Regions from separate parts of the Mus musculus genome. Here all the other regions are linked to region 2. The links are chromatin contacts, called in public promoter capture Hi-C maps. All regions are on one chromosome and are shown on one strand. The core of a region is the stretch at or near the end of the contact, and the rest is flanking DNA. Distances in the headings are between cores, read along the strand shown.

Region 1 (2,700 bases), core at 14-2,513, 2.1 Mb before region 2:
CCAGCTAGTTCATCTGAGAGGTTTTGGAAATGCTTGTCTCTGAATTCTGTAGGAGCTTGGATTACAGGATAATTACAAACACAGTATGACAACTGACTTGTGCCACAAGAACTTTACCCACCTAGGCATCCCAGTCAGTTTGCTTGCCACTGTGGTACAATCACTTCCCTAACATCCCTAAAGGTCCTCCTTACATAGTCACAATCACACATGGTGGCACGCAGAAGGCACAGTACTCTGCATCATCCAGCCATAACTGAACATTCACTCAGGGGCCAGTCACTCTTTAGCAAAGATAGTCCACACCCGCATACACACAGTATTACACACTGTCACAAAGTCCTCCTCCTTCTTTCTCCCTTCTCTCCAAGAACACAAGGATACTCACGCACTGCCGACGCAGAGCCACGGACACAGAACACTGCACACAGTACTACACAAGGTCACTTAACCCAGAGATACACAGTCACAGCTACAACTATATCCACACAACCCCAGGAATAAAGGTTATCGAGCACACAACACACTACAGGACCACGGGATACCACTTCCACAACCACAAGATCCCGGAACACATAACATCACATATGTTTGCACAGCAACAATCAGATATACACCTTGGAGACAGGTGATTACAACAGCACACTACTTGTAAGCACTGACAACCGGTCACCACCACAATCAAAACCACAATTAGAATCCCGCAGCCCAGTCCTGCTTCAGCGTGCACAACCCCGTTCAGGACACGCCTGTTCCCCACCCCCGTTCAGTACTCCCCAGACCATTTACCTTGGGTCTCAGTAGAAGGCGCGCGCATCCTGCTTCAGCCAAAGGTAAAGGTTTCATCAAAGTTGAGCTACAATGTCAGCTCGCTATGGACTCTGGGAAACGTAGTCCATAGCCACATCAGCCCCGGACAAAGATGGTGTCCTTTCACCTTGGGGTCTGGGCTCAGTGTATTATTGAGACGCCGCCCGTGAAGTACCAAAGAGGAAGTCCCCACTCCAAACATCTTACCAGGCGTGAGCTTATTTGGGTCCAAGTGACAACAATCTACTCTAAGAAACCCCAAATCACAAGAGGCGGCCAGGTTTGTGCGTGGGAGACGGATAAGCAACCCGCAGTGCCTTGTGGGAAGTGTAGTCCAAAGTCGTAAAAGCAGTATTGCTGATAATAGACAACAGCCTGGCTAGGCTTCAGTGAACAAGCCCTGAGATGTCGCGGAGACTTCTGGGAGTGCTCACTCACTCCCTGAGTGCGCAGACGCAGGGGCAGCGAGTGGACATTTTGGTCTTTGTCCGCGGGTCAGCACGGCCGTCGTGTCCACGTGGCGCCAAAGTAGGAGGTGGGATCTGGGCGTCCTGGGTCGGTGGGTTCGGGAGGTTGGAGGGCAGTGTTTCCGATCTTTGGAGGTGTAGCGCGGGGTTCAGGGAGTGGGCTGAAGAGCATTGGATCTTGGTGAAGGCGGAGGTGGGGGCCTCTGAGGAAAGCTTGAGCGTTTGAGACCGAATTTGACTGCAAAGTTTGACCCACTATTTGGAATGATTGAGTGGGTGTGGAGCTGGGTGTAGGATTGTGGGTGGCTATGCTTCACGAGGCAATGAGGAGACCCATGTTGAAGTATCACGTCTGCGCGGTAGTTCCCGAGTCGAAAGTGCTGATAATTATAACGGGGCCATCTTCCCGAAGAGCATCCGTTTTATTTGATTACTTGAAAGGTGGGATGAAGCTAAGGGTTAAATACTTTTAAAACTGTATTTATTGATGGTGAGTTTTATACGCAAATGCATTTCGTGATATGTGCAGAAAGCCTTAGTAAACATGTTTAGATTTTAAAAGACGATCTGTGTACTAAAACGCGGTTGTTTATGAATGGAGGTAGAATACAGATTACTCTGTCATGCTTAATTAAGGAAACATTTGGTTTGGAATTGTTTGTCCCGGGGGTGCCAGCCATAGACTTCATTTCTGATTTTTGAGGTACTTTAATAGAGCTGTTAGGCAAATTCGAGTTTCGGTTTGAAGAGCGTCATTTCACTAAAAACCCAGGATTAAGGGGTCTAATTTAGATTTAGGTTAGGCACAGTTCCTCATTTAAAGCATATATATATATATATATATATATATACATTTATTTGTGTGGGCATGCTTGCCACAGTCGGTTCTGTCCTCCATCATGTGGGTTTAGGGTCGGAATCCAGGTTGTCAGCCTTGGAAGCAAAGCGCCTTTGCACACCCCCCCCCCCAAGCTCTCTCACTGGTCCATGTTTTTAGTTTTTTGAAAAAAACTTAGTGATTACTGTGCTATATCGTAGATGTCATAACTCCTTCACGAGTACAGTTCTGTGAATTGTGTAGCACATGTGAAAAACTACTTCTCCCTGCTGTGGCAGTCATTAAAGACATCCGCAGCTTTGGCTTTTCTCCTAATGGTAAAAGTTAAGCAGTACCTGATTAAGATTTGCAAGTGGGTAGCTTTCAAATTTATGAATAGCTGCCACTAGTTGATACATTGTAAAAACAAAAAACAAAAAAACGAAACAAAAGTAGTTTTTTAAATATCACTGAAGCTGGACACATACACACCTTTAATTCCCAACACTTGGGAGGCAGAGGCAGTTGGATCTCAGAGTTTCAGGACCCCTTAACTACACAGAGAAACCCTGTCTTGAAGAACAAAAACAAAATGACAAGAAATCC
Region 2 (2,700 bases), core at 51-2,550:
AGAACAGATAGGACGTTCAATTTGTGCAGCATTATGTAGCTAGAAAATAATGATTTGTGCCTGCTACCTATCTGTGCCCCAATAAAAAGTTTACTTAACAAAAACTATAGCTGTTATGAAGTGTGGTAGTGTATATCCCTGGTACAAGGAATACAGATCTAGGTTCTAACCCTGCTTTACCAGTTGCTCAAGTGACTTCAGTGCTTGGCACCAGCTTCCTTCTTTGTAGAAGAGAATATAATACATACTAAGGATTTTAGCTGGGCTTGCTTAGCATATCAAAGTTCCTGAGCCATAACAACAATCAAAACTCAACAGGAGGCTGAAAAGATGGCGCACACAGTCTGTAACTCCAGTGCCACAGATTCCTATGCCCTTTTCTGGCTTCTGCATGTACTGAATCCAGGTGCACAAATTCGCACTCCGATATACACATGTACACGTAACTAAATATAAAATCCTTTCAAAACGTTTAATTATGTGTAAGTGTGTTTCTGCTAGCGGGGACGTGTGCTTGAGTGCAGGTGCCTGCAGAAACCGAAGGAGTTGCCTACAGATGCTAGTGAGCTGCCCCACCTGGGTGCTGGGAACCGAACTCGGGTCCTGTAGAAGAGCCACAAGTGTTCTTCAGCACTGGGCCATCTTGACAGCCCCTAAAAATAATGTGAAGAGGACAGAGAAGAAAAGATTCGACAGGACTCCGCAAAGATCTGCATTCGCAGCTGCCTCGGTTTCTCCAGCTTTGGTACGATCTGATTGGCTCCTCGCCGTTCTGTGACCTCTGCTTCTCTCTTCAGGTGGCGGCCAGAGAAGGTCAAGAGATTCTTCTGTGGAACTAAAGGCTTCTTTAGTGCCTCTCGTTTCTTATACTTAGTTATGTCTGCGAATTCCTTCTAACAAAGCTCTGGAGTTTTTAACAAGTTAGGACAGGACTTGATTAATCTTCATATTCTCAGTTCGGGGCTGGCTTTGTAAAGACAAGAAAGTAAAAAAGTGGATAATATTAAAATCAATCAATCAATCCTCTGGAGACTTTTCTTCAAGAGCAACTCGGCCGCGCCATCTACTGGAGAAACCTTCACAACGCGCGACGGGCCGCGAAGCAGGATGGCGCCAGAACAAGAGTTACTGCGCACGCGCAACATCCTTGCGGGTCCGCGCGCGCGCGCCTGGAGCGCAGAGCGCAGGAACCCATCTTGGGGGCGGAGCCCAGGGCTAAGAGTTTCCCGCCCTTCCTGTTATCCGGCCCGTCAGGTCAACCCGCAGCGGTACCTTAAAAACTACGTTTCCCAAGATGCTCTATGTGAAGGACTTCCGTTGGCGTCAGCGGAAGCCGTGACTGGCCGGGCTGCACTGAGGCCGGCTTGGTCACTATGGAGGAGATAGGCATTTTGGTGGAAAAGATTCAGGTGCAGTGGGGATCTGGGTTTCTTAGCGGGAGCTGGACATGAGTGGGGTGCTGAGGGGTTCTCAGGATCCCAGCTCTGGGCTGGGTGGTTTCAGAGGCCTCGGTGTCGAGCTTTGGGTGGTCCCGGGGCCTGGCGGGGTAGTCATGTTGTCAGGAGGGCGGCAAAGCTCAGAAAAGCAGAGCGGGAGGAAAGTGGCGTTGAACTTAAAGACTTTTCAGACAGAACGGTTGCGAGGCCTGGAGAGCTGTGCTTACTAGCTTTTCGGTTTGGGGTCTGGACCAGGTGGAGGATGATGTATGGGGGCCCCGTGGCCTAGGTATGTTCGTGGCCAAGGGACCAGTGGACTCACTGTGCTTGGGACGTGAACGGTGAGGCGTTAAGTATTGGTTGTGGTTTGGCTGAGTGACCTTTGGCTTTAACGTGAGTTGGGAATCTGACATGAAAGCTTTTGGGGGGGGGAGGGGAAGAACTGGGTAATGAGACTCTGAATGTGACTCTGACTTTAAAATCCATGGGACTTTTAGAACCTCTTGAGGGGACTGGGATGCTAAGGTTCGGTATGGAGCTGCTGCAAAACTTTCATGATGAGTTTTGTTTAAGGGGCCTACTATTAGCAATCTACATAGGGGACTGAGCAGCTCCTGTATCTATTGAGAGATAGTGAATGATGTCAGGTACTGGAGACATAGGTGACTTGGTGGCGAAATAGGAAGAACGCTTTCGCTGATTTCACGAGATGATTCTCTGCTTCCAACACCAAGTTGTCTTTACCGTCTACAGGATGAGATTCCAGCACTGTCCGTGTCTCGGCCGCAGACCGGCCTGTCCTTTCTGGGACCCGAACCTGAAGACCTGGAGGACCTGTACAGCCGCTACAAGGTGTGTTCAACCCTAAGCTGGCTCCTGCATACCTCCCATCCCCCATCACATACGCCCCCCCCCCCACCTCCCACTGTGGTACGGCAAGGCTGCAGCCAACCCTTTGCCCTCCCTGTGCGTGCAGAAGCTGCAGCAGGAGCTGGAGTTCCTGGAAGTGCAGGAGGAGTATATCAAGGACGAGCAGAAGAACCTGAAGAAGGAATTCCTCCACGCCCAGGAGGAGGTGAAGCGGATCCAGAGCATCCCCTTGGTCATCGGTCAGTTCTTGGAAGCTGTGGATCAGAACACAGCCATCGTGGGCTCCACCACAGGTGAGTGGTGAGGCAGGCTGGGAGCAAGGCAGGGTGATAGAATGGCCAGAGTACTGACCGATCCAGAAGTGGATACATACTTTATTTTCTGAATGTCTCTT
Region 3 (2,700 bases), core at 53-2,552, 2.1 Mb before region 2:
CAGGGCTTATGCCAGCGAGTTGAGCCTGAGGTCAGACTGCTCAGTGTGGCAGGGAGGGGTGTGGCAGAGAGGGAATCCACATTAGTCATCACCAAATGATTTATCCGCTAAGGCTTAGGCCTGGGTCGCCACCCTCTGTGCTCCCGCCTTTTAGAGTTTCCGGTTTCGACAGGTTAAATCTTGCTTCACACACACACACACACACACACACACACACACACACACACACACACACACAGGTTTGAGCAATGATTACCTGGCCTGGTCCCAGCAAGCCCTTAGGTGGCGTTAGTGCAATTACGGTCTTGTCTGCTGAGATCTTATTTGACTGATTATCATATTAAGTTATCGGAGATTCTTTGAACAGGTAAAGCAGACTGGTTGTTTAACCTCAGTTTACTTATACATAGAATGGGGACAATAACAGACCTATCCCACAGGCCTGCTTCGAGGACACACAACCTAGTGAGTGGAGAGTATTTAGGGACCGGCAGGTATTTGTCGATGTTGTTTAAGGATGAGCAAGAGTAAACGAGCTAAGGGAACCAGGTGAGCTCCCAGCTGAGGGAACAACATGGCGACATAGGGACTAACAGAAGAGCTGCCATTTACTATGTATTTATCACTTAATTCTGATAGGGGCTTACCCTAGTGTCCTCTAGGGTCTCATGTAGCCCAAGCCGGTCACAAACTTGTTATGTACTGAGAATGGCTGCCTGCCCTCACCTCCCAGTGCTGGTTTTACAGGTGTGTGTCATCACGCCTGGCTATGTTCCCGCCTTACACATGAGGAGGTCATTACTCAGAGACACCAGGTCACTGTTTTAGGGATGAGCAATAAAGACTCAAACCGAGGTTTATATAGTTCCTAGGGAGTGGCCAGACAGCCAGACTAGAAGCCCAACAGCGACCTGGGTGAGAGGCACAAACTGATGGTAAACTTAAGATGTAGATTCCTAGCATTCGGGAAACAGAAGCAGGAGGATTGTTTCAAGTTCGAGGTTAGCTAGGGCTTTAGGTCATCATTTAGAGGATGTTTAACAAACCTCTGTCTCAAAGTGCACAATGAATGAATGAATGAATGACAACTGAAGTCCTTTTTTGCAACTATATACTGCAACGGTGACCGGGTACCCTGTATCTAGTTCCTGGAGGCTCCAGTACCTGGGCGTTAGAATAATTTATTCGTACTCAAAGCTATTTAATCTGGACAGCGTTGAATTTCCAGCAGTGTGTGTATGGGGACGGATGAGCTAAGCAGAGACTTGCAACCATAACCCTCCCGCGCAGGCGCAGTCTGCAATGGAGGCTCTAGGACCGCGCAGACGACGGCTGGGTGGCGGCAGGGTCTAACCCGGAGTAGCTGCCTGAGTCACCGGCCCCGCCCTCCCGAACCGGACACAGCGGAGGCCCTGCAGCAGGCGAGCAAGACCGCGGACCGCCGGATCCGTAAGTGAGACGGGACACTCCAGTCCAGCACCCCTGCACCCTGTAGATCCGGAATCCGTAGTCCTCAGATCTGGCGAGACCCTAAAGTCTTGGCCCTTGGGGGGTCCTAGGACCGGTGTTCTCAGATTCGAACCATCGGGCCTGTCAGCCCCTCCAGAACACTCCTTACCATCCCGGATCTGACGACCAAAAAATATAAGCCCAAAGATCAGAGAGATACCCGGAAATTATTTTGGGCGTCTAGAACCACAATCCGAGATCGTGGTTCCCATTTGCGGTGGGAAGAACTCCGTTATCCAGGATCCTCCGGGCGCACAGCCATAATTTTTGGCCGGAGCCCACAGATCCCGTAGTGACAGTGTAGTCCCTCTGTCGAGAGTATCTGAATGTCTTAATCCACATTAGGAACTTCCTGGTCAGCCCTGGGTCATCCCTACCCTGAGCTTAATTTTGGAAGGCCTGGATCTGAGACACGTTCGGTTTTACACACCTTAGGGTTTCTACACGAGAATCCCCTGTTTTCCCGCTGCCTCAAGACAGGGTAAAGCAGGCAGGCGCTGTAGCCGAGGCTGGCCTTGAACTGGTCCTCCAGCCTCAGCCTCCCAATTTCTGGGATTACAGTAGAGCGCTACCACGCACGCCCAGCTGTACCCCTGTCCTCATGCCTATATATATGCAGTCAAGCCTGGGCCAGGGTACTTTCTAGACCCTAGGAGGTTTCACATCTCCTATCACCTGTCCAGACCCCTAGCTAGAGGCTCTGTCCCCATCTCGAGGCCTTAGTTTCCTCCCCAATCTAGTTGCCGGAAATGCTTGCTTTTTTTTTTTTTTTTTTTTTTTTTTTTGCGGGAAGGGCTGGGCTCCTGGCAAGGCCACTACCCGACCCACCCCTTTTACTTTACAGGACTCAGCTGCGATCATGTTCTTGGTGAATTCGTTCTTGAAGGGCGGCGGTGGCGGTGGGGGAGGCGGGGGTCTGGGCGGGGGCCTGGGGAATGTGCTCGGAGGCCTGATCAGCGGAGCTGCTGGCGGCGGCGGCGGTGGCGGTGGAGGCATGGGACTGGGAGGAGGTGGCGGAGGCGGTGGAACTGCCATGCGCATCCTGGGCGGAGTCATTAGCGCCATCAGGTAAGGCGGGGCCTGAAGGGGCGGGGCGGGCCAAATAATAAAGACTCACTTAGAGTCCGACCTGAGAATTCTTAATTAGTCTGGGCTGATCCATACCGGAAAACTGGCCCTAAGGGGATTCTA
Region 4 (2,700 bases), core at 81-2,580, 2.3 Mb before region 2:
CCTCCTCAGCAGGCTATGGAGGCTGTTCCTCTGTTCTAGAATGTTCTTCCGGTGTCGGCTTCCTCACTTGACCGCTTTGCCCCATTCTTCTGTTTACAGGAATATAGAGCCTCTGCTCCCTCCAAACACGATCAAACCAGTTCTCTATACTCAAAGACCCTTTTCTAGTCCTAATGTCTCTCAAATAAGCTCTCTCCTTCTCTCCTTCCCCACCAAGTCTCCTTCCCTTCCTTCCTGACTCTCTCCCCACTCGTCCCTCTCTGCCCTTCCCTCACATCCTCCTCTTCCTCCTCTCCCTCCTCCTTGTAATTCCTCAACATTCCCTCGTCATGTGCCTGTTCATCTCCAACATGTCTCACCTCCTCAACCAATCCCTCTTCCCCCCCTCTTCCGCCATCTGCCTCTAGTCTCTAACCCCACAATTCCAACCTGATGGTAACAGGTCAGACTGGAGCCACACATCCCTTGCTGCTTCAGGGAGCGTGATGAGGGCCAGGACCAAGCTTAAAGATGGTACACAAGTGACTTGTAGTATACACAGCTCCCCCTGGGTCCCGATAGGCAAGAGCCCCAGCCTACCTATCCTATCCATTTCTGGGAGTGTGCCCACAGGGAAGAGGGTCAAGAGGCCCTCTAATACTCGGTCATCGCTGCCTTCATACCTGCTCGAACACCTTGATGCTCTGGATTTCCCACAGACATGTGGATGTACAAAGACGATGGCTGGTGACCTCAGAGCCAAGGGTGGAAAGGCTGCCTGACATGGCTCAGTGAAAGTGGAATTTCTTTGGACGCGATTCTGGCTGGTTAGGACAAGATCTATTGACAGACTGTGCCAGTAGATACGACAAACTGGTTCTGGAAGCATAATAAGGCAGGCAGACCAGAAAAAGTAAGCCATCTCTCCCAGCTCTGTGAAGTGTGTGTGTGTGTGTGTGTGTGTGTGTGTGTAGCAGCTTTTTGAGATGAGGGAACCAGAGCCCACAGAAGTTAGGTGTATGGTTCAAGTTCCCATGGCTTGAAAAAGACAGTGGGGATTCAAACCTGGCGGAATGGCCTCCCAATTTACCCAACTATTCTGGTTCCCTCCTCTGCGCTCCGGGTTCACTCAGACTCAACAGCTGCGTTTGTGGGTTTCTAGGGCCGCCGCTTAATCACAGCTTTCTTGGAAAACGGGGGCGCTGAGAAACCCGACTTCCGGCTGTGTGTGTGTGTTGCCACCGCCCGAAGGGCCCCGATGGTGGTGCTACTGTCAGTACCAATGAGCCGGCGCCCAGTGCCCGAGGGCTGCTGAGGAATCCACGTGGGCGAGCCTGCCTGGACCCAACGCCGCGGCGCCACCTGCTGGGCGCTCGCGGTGATGCCGCGGCTACGGCCGGGCGACTCGCAGTCAGCTTTCTGGGGTAATGGGCCTCCTGCTGCACATAACCTGCCTGTCAGTATTCTTACATCTTGAACCCTTCCTTCCAGGAACGGCAGGTGTAGAGCAGAATGCGGGTGACCAATCAAGTTCCCATGATATGCCATTCATCCGGTGGCACTGATGATTGGACATTCTTGTCAGCAAGCAAGACACAAGGGTACCAACTACTGCTGCTCAAGGGTGGCAGGGACCGCCAGGGCCTGGAGAAGCGAGAAGACCTGTTGAGGATCAGGGTCGGGAAAAATTACAAAACTACATTCTATTCCTCATGAAGCCGCCCCGAGACCGTTTTTAAAATTCGAATCATGTCCCTTCTCTACTCAAAATCCCCCAGTGCAATCACCCCGCCTGCCAGCAGCGCCAGAGTCCTGACAGTGATTTATAAGTCCTACATGAGGGACTGGAGGTGGGGCGCACCCAGTTGATAGAGTGCTTGCCTAGGATGTACAAAGCCCTGGGTTTGATCCCCAGTACTTGCCTATTCTCTCAGCACTCTGGAAGTGGAAGCAGACACACAGAAGTTCATAGTGATGTGCGAGACAAGCATAACATCCTGTCTCAAAATCAAGTAGGTGAATTAAATTTAAAATTAGAGCCGGTGAGATGGCTCTTCATCTCACTGGTTGCTAAGCCTGACGACCTAAGTTCGAGTCCCCGGGACCCACTGAGCAGGAGAGCCTTGGCACCTACGAGTTGCCTTTTGCTGGGCAGGTCTGCAAGCTTTGGACCACCTCTTTGGCAGCAGTAGTGGCTGGGCGTGGTGATGGTGGTGTGTGCACACCTTGGTACTGCTGCGTCACAGGCCTATAAATAGGTGAGGCTTTATGGGCTAAGTGGTAAGTGCTTTTATATATAATGTATGCATGCACATTATGTAATATATTCCTCACAGTCAACCTGGAGGCAGGTCTTTTTATTATCCCAGTTTTATAGAGAAACCAATTGGAGGTCGAAGGCGCTAAATCATTGCCCAGAGCCACACTCAGAGCAGGTGGCTGCTTGTAACCAAAATTCTCCGGGGCTATTGGAAAGGAGCCGCTTTGCCTAAGCAGCACAAAGCTTTGCGCAGACTCTAAATGCGGTCGGGCGCTGGCCATGGTGCTGAACAGAATAGCCGCAGCTTCTCCGCTTGAGATTGTCAGGTAACCTTGGAATTAAGGAGCTCTTTCTCAACCATGGTGATGAAAGAAACGTGAAAGTGTGTTCGGAAAGAATCTATAGTTTCTCAGCAACGAAGACAGAAATTTTCCTGTCTCACAAATTCTGGGACCAAAGTA
Region 5 (2,700 bases), core at 27-2,526, 2.3 Mb before region 2:
AGCCCTTTACACCAAGGCTGAAGACATCTAATTTAAGATTTCCAGGTTCCCGAGCCTTCTAGAAAGGTCTTTATATGGGTCTAAACTAGGAAGGATAATGGAGCAGAGTACCCCCAAAAGGAATGGGGTTATTAATAAAATTCTCATTTCCTACTTGGTAAAACGTGGAAATATGTCCAGCTTGGAGATGATAAAATGTAACTCCAGTTCTCTGAGGCAAGAGAACTGAAAGTTCAAGGGCAGCCTGAGCTACACAGTGAAAGCATATCTCAAATAAGGAGGTCGGGGGAACCGGGGAGATGGCTCAGTTGATAAAATGTTTGCTGTACAAGCAAGTGCTCAAAGAACCAAGCATGTGGCACCGGCTGGTCAGTGACTGGAGGCAGATTCGTGGCGCTCACTCACCAGCCACCCTAGCCAGGTTCAATGGGAGACTCTGTCACATAGTGGAAAGTGACTGAGAGACACTGGCACCGGCACGCATGATGTGCCTGTATCCCTGCTCACACTTAGGCACACAGAGTAAATACACAAAACGATTAAAAATAAGTGAAATACTGATTGGCAACCAGATGTCCTTACGGTGTCCCTTCCTCCACAGCACCCCCCAGAATCATATCATCTGAGCAAGGGGCAGATTCCGGGGGACAGACAGGAAGTGGGACTGGAACAGAGGGTGTGCTCAGCTCACCTCACAGGGCTTGCCCCCGTCTTGATGCTCATGGGAAGAGGCCAGGGGGAGTCTTGAGGGGCTGGTGGCAGACTCAGTGCTCTTCAGTTCACCCATGCAATGCTCAGGCAGGCCCAAGGAGGCCTGGACCTGCTCTGGCCTAGAGAGGAGAAAGGTTGATGGGCCACCTGTGAGGCACAGTGTCTCCTTTTCCACCTCACCATATGCCCACTTTTCTCCATGTCCTTCTTCAGTCAGTCACACATGGCCCTTCCCACAGACCCCTCCCTCCCTCCCTCCCTCCTTCGGAACCACTATCAAGCCCCAGTCCCCACCTGCTTGTCTCTTCCTCAGGTGCAGGGCAGATGGTCCCTCCGACAACATCCAGCTCTCTAGGAGCTGCCAGGGGACAATTCACAGGCTCTGGCGGGAATTCACGGCCAAGAGGTGGAACCAGGGCCATGGCCGTGCACTTGGGGATCGTCAGGTGAGGATGTCCAGTAACAGCAGCCGCTTTCTTAGACAGTCCAGACCCCCATGCTTTCTCAGCAGGACTCACAGCCTAAGTCCGAGGCTACTGAGGGGCCCAGGGGCCAGCCTAGCTCCACCCCTTCCTGGAAGAACCTGGACTAGAGAAATCTGATGCCTGGCTGAGGTGCGGAGGCATTTAACTCCTTCCTCCCCAGCAGGAGAACCTAAACCTTCCAATACCACCCGCTCGCCATCGTGGGGCTTTGAGAGAAAACGTCACCCATCTCAAGACCTTGGATCCTGTCACCTTCAGGGACACCTGTGTCTCAGGGCCCGTCCCATTCATTTAAAGTCTCAGGTATAAGGATACTGAAAAAAAGTCCCAGCACCTGGCAGCTAAAGCCTGTCACCTCAGGCAAGCTGGTCTCAAGTTCAAGGCCAGCCTAGGCAACTTATGGAAGCCCTATTGCAAAACTAAAAAATAATGCAATTGTTGCCTGGGTTGTAGTTTAGTGGTACAGCATTTGTCTAGCATCCAAGAAGCCCTAGGTTCTATCTCCAGTATTGAAGGGGGAGGGGGGGGCAGAGAGAAAGAAACTGAAGTATCTCTTCCCATCTAGTTAAAAAAAAAAAAATCCAAAACGAGTAAAGGTATTTTCTGTTTATTTGGAATGGTGTCTTCTCCATGGTTTCCATAGTTACTGGGGAAATAAATAACCCTGGACAGCTACCTCTGCCCTAGGGTTCCAAGGTCTTAGAACCTGGTGGTCACTTGCTCAGCAGGAGGCTGGCGCGCAGCACACGGGGCACGCGGCGAATGGTCAGTGAGACACGGGTGCCGCGCACCAGGTGGGCTCCGGGCAGCGCTGACTTGCAAGCGGTGGCATTGGGTGGCAGCGAGGTGGCGTCCAGCTCATCCACACGGGTAGCTGAGATGCCGTGGAGCAGGCGTGTGTAAGCTGTGCCCCGGAGCACCAGCAGGCTCCGTGGTTCCACCAGCAGCGAGGTGATGGGCCGTTGAGGAGGCCTGGGCTGCGGGAATCAGTTGATAATGGTAAATGGATATCCAGAGTTTGGGAGTGTGTGAAAAGTCAGCGGGCATCCGTAGCTGGTCAGGGGACAAGGGTCAGCAGGCCCTCAGGAGTGGTAATCTATAGGTTCTGGGGACAAGACTATTGGCCCGCCGTGTGTGTGTGTGTGTGTGTGTGTGTGTGTGTGTGTGTGTGTCCAGTTCTTTGGGAGGAGACAGGGCCTATGCTGCATTTTAAGACATAAAGGGCTACTACATTGTGGGAGCTTCAGCTGGCATCTGAGGGGCTGGGACAGACATGGGCAGTCCTAGGGATACTTACGCAGAGCTAATCTGGGGGTGCACTGCTGGGGTCAGGCTCTAATACAGAGGTTAAAGGGAATGGCCTATCCCGGGACTCTGGCTGTTAGGGAGGCTTTACTCAGGAATGGTATTACAGCAAGCCTGCCTGGGTAGAAGAGATGGAAAAGACGGAACTTTAGGGAGTGGAGCTAACATCTGGCCAGGGTGTTCGGAGAGTTGGAGGAAG
Region 6 (2,700 bases), core at 62-2,561, 2.2 Mb before region 2:
CATTTGATGGACAATAGTATGTGTTAGGCATTAGTCTAGCAACCTAGGAATAACAGGAAATGGGATAAAATTTGTTGGCTTCAGGGAGGGGCTGACATTCTAGTGGTGGGGACACCGTTGCATACCTCAACCTGTGATGCCCCAGAAAACCGTTTAAAGAGAAAAATAAGCCAAAAAATGAACAGGGAGAATGATGTGTGTGCACATCCCTCTCACCCCTTCCGCTCCCAAGGTAGCAATGAACTATCTACAGCTTCATAGCAGTAGCTCCCAAGACTCAAAGCTGGACCAACCCCGCCCCTCCCAGGGCCACGCCCCATGTTCGAATCTCCCAGGCCAATTGTCCCTGCCCAGGCGCCCCAAAGTGTTGGAGCCCTAATGTACTTATGTGTAGCTGTCCTACCCTGGCCAGTCCTGCCCAGTCAGCAATAACACTTGAGTCTGGGCCAAACCCTGTCCGGGTCCCCGAGCAATCCATCCGCCTCACGTCATCCCAGGGAAGAGCAACACTGCAACACGTGACAGGGGAAACTGAGGGCGCATGCGTACAAAATGTTCCTCGTGCTACCGCGGCTACGCCCCAATCACGGGATGGAGAGCAGCTGGCTACAATCTTCGCAATCCTAAACCTCACTATTTGTATAGGCAAGAGTAGGGCGGTGTTGTTCCCGACCCCAAGCCCACGGCTCTTTGGCTTCACCCTACCCCTATATCCATGAGACTGGTACAGCTTGAATAACTTCCCGGGACTGTTGCAAAAGACAGGATGAGCTCCATCAAAGTTAAAAGCTGTGTGTCTATGAACAGAGAAAGCACAGGTTAGTAGAGAAACCCAGCCAGACTCAGTAAGCAGTGAAATAGACAGGCCCTGGCCCCACCTTCCTTTAGCTCCGCCTCTTATCTCCCATTGGGCAATGAGCCTACCCGGAAGCTTTGTGATTGGCCAGCCGGGGTGCCGGCTGCGTCCAATGGGCGGTGGCGCCGGCTTTCCCGCGGCCATTCGCTATTCGAGTGGGTGCTGGCTACAGGCGGCTGTTAAGAAGCGTAACGGACACTGGTCTCCGACAGCATGATGGCTGCCTTAGCGGCCGGAGGTTATACGCGGAGTGACACGATAGAAAAGCTGTCCTCTGTCATGGCGGGAGTTCCGGCGCGGAGAAACCAGTCCTCCCCGCCTCCTGCCCCACCGCTCTGCCTCCGGCGGCGGACGCGACTCGCGGCGGCTCCCGAGGACACTGTGCAGAACCGGGTGAGAGGCTGGTCGTCCTGTTTACCCAACTCCGGGCTTCTCTGCCACCTTGGTCCCGCCTCGGGGCCTCGGTCCCTCCCATCGCTTCTTTATTTGCTCCCTCAGGCGGCTTCCCAGGCCCGCCTGGTCCGGAAGCCCCGCCCCCTTGGCAGAGGCTTTCCCCCTGCGTTCCTGCTGGCTTCAGGGTTTGGTGCTGCCCATCTTTCTGGCTCCACTTAGAGTTGGCACATTGCTTTATTTTAGTTCTAACTCCCGGGAAATGGTTTTGCATTTACAAATCATCTCTAATATCACTTTACTGTTCAGTGAGTGACCTAAGACACTTATCCCTTTCATTCCAGTGTGTCTTTGATTTTATTGGAATAGGGCTGGGGACCACTGCAGCCACCAGTGTGCTGTATCGGAGTCTGAGCGAGAGGCTGGCCTGTTGGCTCTTGCCACGCCTCCTCTGTAGCGCCTCGGGGTAAGGTGTGCTCTTCCAGGCCCCTATTTGGTTAACATTCCCCTGGTTTTGTTGTTGTTATATTGTTGTGGGTTTTGTTGTTGTTGTTATATTGTTGTGGTTTTTTTGTTTTTTGTTTTTGTTGTTTGTTTTTTCCTTTTGAGACAGGATTTCTTTGTGACTGAATTCATTCTGTAGACCAGCAGGCTGGCTGTGAGCTCTGAGATCTACCTTTCTGCCTCCGGAGTACTTGCCTGGCTTATTTGCGTAACATTTCTTGGTCTTCCTTCCTTTTTCTGTTCCTGATTTCTTTCCTGTTCCTTCACTAGAACTGATTTTTATCTACTTACGGCTTAAAATTATGGAGAATGTAAAAATCTTAGCACTGCTGCCTGGGGAGCAGGGTGTACAAAACAGTTCCACAAAATTTGAGTCACAGAAAGAAATGACTTTGGGTAGAAGGAATGCTATTAGTAAAACTTTTTTTTTTTTTTTTTTTGGTCAGGGTTTCTCCGTGTAGCCTTGGCTGACCTGGAACTGGCTGTGTAGACCAGACTGGCTGAGGTCAACTTTTGAGAGTTCATTCTCCCAGAGTCAGCTTTGGCCCCAAGGGCTTTTACCTACGGAGCTATTGGCTACTAGTCTAGAGGCAGTGGGACCTGGGAGAATGGAGTCATAAATGAGGCAAGCTAAAGTCTCCTGTAGTAGCCAACTTTAGTCTGAGCAGCAGACAGTTTGTACCCTGAGGGTTAAGAGGAGTCACAAGGACAAGTGACACACATGGCAAAAACATGTTTTTCCATCGAGACATATAAAGAAATAACAATACTTAGTGTAATGAATAATCTGAAATAGACTCACTCCTATCTCCTACACCTGGAGGGGCACAAAACCAGGAACAATTCAGTTCTGTGTTTTTGAAGAAACTGAGATCATGAGATTCTTGGCTTGGTTTCTTGGAGTTTTCTTACAAGCACCCAAATCTCACAGGGGTCCATTCTTGGACCAT
Region 7 (2,700 bases), core at 81-2,580, 2.0 Mb before region 2:
AGGAAGGAAGGAAGGAAGGAAGGAAGGAAGGAAGGAAGGAAGGAAGGAAGGAAGGAGGGAGAAATGAAAGCAAAACGATGATGAGCCAGCTATAACAGCGCATGCCTTTAGTCCCAGCACTTGGGAAGCCTATCTCGAGAGTTCCAGGACAAGCAGGACTATGAACGCAGACCATTTTTTGTTGTTTGTCATGTTTTAAAGACTGACCAAAAACTACTCAGAAGAAAATCTGTATGTTAACAAAAGCTACTTGGTATGGATAAATCTGGACAAATTAGGAGTCTTAATTTGGAGCTGAAGGGATTGCTCAGTGGATAAGAACACTGGCTGTTCTTCCAAAGGACTCTAGTTCAACTCCCTGTACCCACATGCCAGCTCACAACTGTCTATAATTCCAGTTCCAGGGGATCCAATGTCTTCTTTTGGCCTCTGCAGGTTCCACGTACACATATATTCAGGCAACACACACACACACACACACACACACACACGAGCCCTGTCCTTTGACAAATCAGAGTGCTAAATTAAATAGCTTTCTTGACCTCTCTGTGCTAAAGGGGGGACAATTAATTACCTTACTGATTCAATCCCATCTGCAGCAGTGAAAAGTACATTCTAAGGGCTAGTCCGTAAATTTGGGACTACTCAAAACTAGCTCATCTGGTTTTTCCAAGTAGCAAGTTAATGCCTACAGATGTGTAGGCATCCAATAACGAGTTATTGGAAATCTTTGTTACAAAGAATATTTTTCAAAGGAACGTTGGTTTCATTTTTTTACTGTAGACTTGTTTTGATTTTTAAAAACCAGGTTTAAAACTACTCACTCAATTATCTTTTTCCCTTTCCTGTTTTCCAGAAGAAAAAAAAACACCTCGTTTTTATTTTTAAAATAAATGCGACATGTATTAGAAAACCACCCCTGTATTTTTACAAACTTGAAACCAGTTTCTCGCTCACTCGAAACAAACCAAAACACACCCTTACACGTATGCTCACCCCGCCCGCAAACCCACCCCGGTTTCTGATCTCCCCAGCCCCCATCCACCCAAGTTCTCAGCTCCACCATCACAGTAGGCGTTTTCGCCCCTTCAGGCATCCTCGCCCGGGCAGGTGGGTAAACCCTCCCCCACAGCTCCTTTGCCTTTACTCAGTCTGGGAAAATCCCGGTCCTACAGACCCCGAAATCAAACTCACCCAGACAAAGGCGACGATGGCGAGCCACGAAGCCTGCGCCTGCGCACTCCTTCAGTGAGCTAGCACTCCCAGAGGTCTCTGCCCACCAGGGCTCTGAACTAGAGGATCTTTTTCCATTCTAGTCTCTCTCTTTCGCTCTCTTTTTAACTGTGAACTACATTTCCCAGAAGTCTCAGGGGTTCTAGTTAATTTCCCCTCCACTCTCCCGAGAACTTTTCCCAGTGGATAAGTAGTAAAAGGTTGGAACTCAGATACTACCACTTTTACACTGTGTTACCGCAAAGGACAATGGTGTGCCAAGGTGTGTAATGAGTGCAGCTTAAACTCACAGAATAGGCTTTTCCTTGCCTCCAGGGCGAGATTCCCAGTAAGGCGCAATCCTCTGGGTTTTACGGGAGAGGACGCCATCTTGGCCACCGTGGCGCACTGCTGAACTACATTTCCCAGAAGGCATCTCAGGCTGATAGTTGGCAGCTCTGCAGAGAGTTGTATCAGACTCTGGTGTTAAGGAAGCGATTGCTACAGTATCACAAACTGAAGCCAGGCTGGAATTGAGACTGATAATTGGGTTCAGACTAAACAATCAGGAAAATGAACTATTGTGAAATTGTAATTTTTGTAGCCGTATGTCCTAGGGTTGTGACAGTGTGTAACAATGTGGAAAGCAGTATGCAGGTGAGTTGTGGGGTCCTGTGGGAGGTTTGTTAATGCGTTACCTGAGTGTTAGGTCCCAAAACTGGGGCAAATGGCTGAGATGCCTGTTAACATATCAAAGCAGCTGATGGCCTGGTGAAGGTGTTACAGCTCTAAAGGGAAAGCTATCCTACAGTTGGGAGCCAAGGAATACCACAAAGTCACACCCTACAGCAAACCTCGGGAGAGATGTATTAGGAAAGCCTCAAGAAGTTGGGTGCCTTTGCTTGGGAGAGAATCAACAAAGAACAGAACAGGAGGCAGGCATTATATAGGGTTTGGGGGGAAAGGAGGCGGGGCTTCCAGGGCGGCCTGGGATTCTTCCCCCCGCCCCCGCCCTTTTTTCCTCTATAGAGTGGATCTTGTCTGTATCTCAAGGGGCTGGAAACAGCCTTCTCAGTGGTAGAACAGTCTAGAAGGCTGGCCCTGAATACTCTTGCACATCAAGGGACTGGGCCAGGCCATTAGATTAGTATAGAGGTGGGGCCTGGCTACCTGTGCTTGTCCTGGGCTACCCTGCCTCCTACCCTGAAATCTCCCACCAGAGTTGGGCTGTCCCTTCCCCAGCTTCTCTTCCCTATATAATCTAGCCCGTTTGACCTCTTGTCCACCATGCTTGGTTTTCTGCTCTCCTGACCTCTAGGCTTCTGCCTCTCTCCTTATCAAACAGCCCAGTGTGAAACCAAAAAGGTGCCACCGTGAACTGTGAGCTAAATTCTTGATCCTGGAATATATGACTGTCCTTATGGCTTACCAATATGTCTTACCAGATACCTTCCCAGGTACCCTTTTACATGATACATTCCCACACCC

Evidence for each region. Promoter capture Hi-C pulls out the DNA fragments that hold promoters and counts their contacts. Capture Hi-C pulls out chosen DNA fragments and counts their contacts.
Region 1: a contact with region 2 is called in a promoter capture Hi-C map of liver, with 2.3 times the contacts expected there. The contact joins the promoter of Zfp146 here to the promoter of Psmc4 in region 2. A contact is called at or near these places in 9 of 39 promoter capture datasets (the 3T3-L1 cell line, the C10 cell line, the SN4741 cell line and 5 more).
Region 3: a promoter capture Hi-C map of liver shows a contact between it and region 2, with 2.9 times the contacts expected there. The contact joins the promoter of Capns1 here to the promoter of Psmc4 in region 2. A contact is called at or near these places in 1 of 39 promoter capture datasets (liver) and 1 of 9 other capture datasets (liver).
Region 4: a contact with region 2 is called in a promoter capture Hi-C map of hippocampal neurons, with 5 times the contacts expected there. The contact joins the enhancer-like site here to the promoter of Psmc4 in region 2. A contact is called at or near these places in 5 of 39 promoter capture datasets (cranial neural crest, hippocampal neurons, liver and 1 more).
Region 5: a contact with region 2 is called in a promoter capture Hi-C map of cranial neural crest. The contact joins the promoter of Syne4 here to the promoter of Psmc4 in region 2. A contact is called at or near these places in 3 of 39 promoter capture datasets (cranial neural crest, liver and second pharyngeal arch cranial neural crest) and 1 of 115 datasets of contacts at active chromatin or transcription factors (astrocytes).
Region 6: a contact with region 2 is called in a promoter capture Hi-C map of pre-B cells, with 3 times the contacts expected there. The contact joins the promoter of Thap8 here to the promoter of Psmc4 in region 2. A contact is called at or near these places in 5 of 39 promoter capture datasets (cranial neural crest, hippocampal neurons, liver and 1 more).
Region 7: a contact with region 2 is called in a promoter capture Hi-C map of adipose tissue. The contact joins the promoter of Zfp260 here to the promoter of Psmc4 in region 2. A contact is called at or near these places in 3 of 39 promoter capture datasets (cranial neural crest and liver), 1 of 115 datasets of contacts at active chromatin or transcription factors (astrocytes) and 1 of 9 other capture datasets (adipose tissue).

The regions. Positions count from the first base shown.
Region 1 is chr7:30,168,304-30,171,003 of GRCm38.p6, reverse strand. Zfp146 (zinc finger protein 146) reads left to right here and starts at 1,263. Exons shown (of 2, transcript NM_011980.4): 1 at 1,263-1,345. It overlaps Gm5113 (predicted gene 5113), which reads right to left and starts at 1,129. Exons shown (of 3, transcript NR_157376.1): 1 at 790-1,129.
Region 2 is chr7:28,048,692-28,051,391 of GRCm38.p6, reverse strand. Psmc4 (proteasome (prosome, macropain) 26S subunit, ATPase, 4) reads left to right here and starts at 1,300. Exons shown (of 11, transcript NM_011874.2): 1 at 1,300-1,409; 2 at 2,190-2,288; 3 at 2,413-2,599. The coding sequence starts at 1,374.
Region 3 is chr7:30,193,755-30,196,454 of GRCm38.p6, reverse strand. It overlaps Capns1 (calpain, small subunit 1), which reads left to right and starts at 1,302. Exons shown (of 11, transcript NM_009795.4): 1 at 1,302-1,449; 2 at 2,354-2,577. The coding sequence starts at 2,369.
Region 4 is chr7:30,346,636-30,349,335 of GRCm38.p6, reverse strand. 4930479H17Rik (a long non-coding RNA gene) reads left to right here. Exons shown (of 3, transcript XR_881936.2): 2 at 1,471-1,991; 3 at 2,135-2,700. Among named protein-coding and RNA genes, the nearest start is that of 4930479H17Rik, 6.0 kb to the left of the region's middle. Within about 2 kb of position 1,330, at least 29 of the 459 cell types and tissues checked have an H3K27ac peak or open chromatin away from gene starts, as enhancers often do. A contact at or near this core is called in hippocampal neurons, where this site is marked.
Region 5 is chr7:30,313,392-30,316,091 of GRCm38.p6, reverse strand. It overlaps Syne4 (spectrin repeat containing, nuclear envelope family member 4), which reads right to left and starts at 1,276. Exons shown (of 8, transcript NM_153577.2): 1 at 1,006-1,276; 2 at 692-830. The coding sequence starts at 1,133. It overlaps Alkbh6 (alkB homolog 6), which reads right to left. Exons shown (of 7, transcript NM_198027.3): 7 at 1,789-2,173. The coding sequence ends at 1,910.
Region 6 is chr7:30,278,705-30,281,404 of GRCm38.p6, reverse strand. It overlaps Thap8 (THAP domain containing 8), which reads right to left and starts at 1,311. Exons shown (of 3, transcript NR_144498.1): 1 at 925-1,311; 2 at 706-797. Wdr62 (WD repeat domain 62) reads left to right here and starts at 995. Exons shown (of 33, transcript NM_146186.4): 1 at 995-1,249. The coding sequence starts at 1,073.
Region 7 is chr7:30,093,706-30,096,405 of GRCm38.p6, reverse strand. It overlaps Zfp260 (zinc finger protein 260), which reads right to left and starts at 1,330. Exons shown (of 3, transcript NM_011981.4): 1 at 1,195-1,330.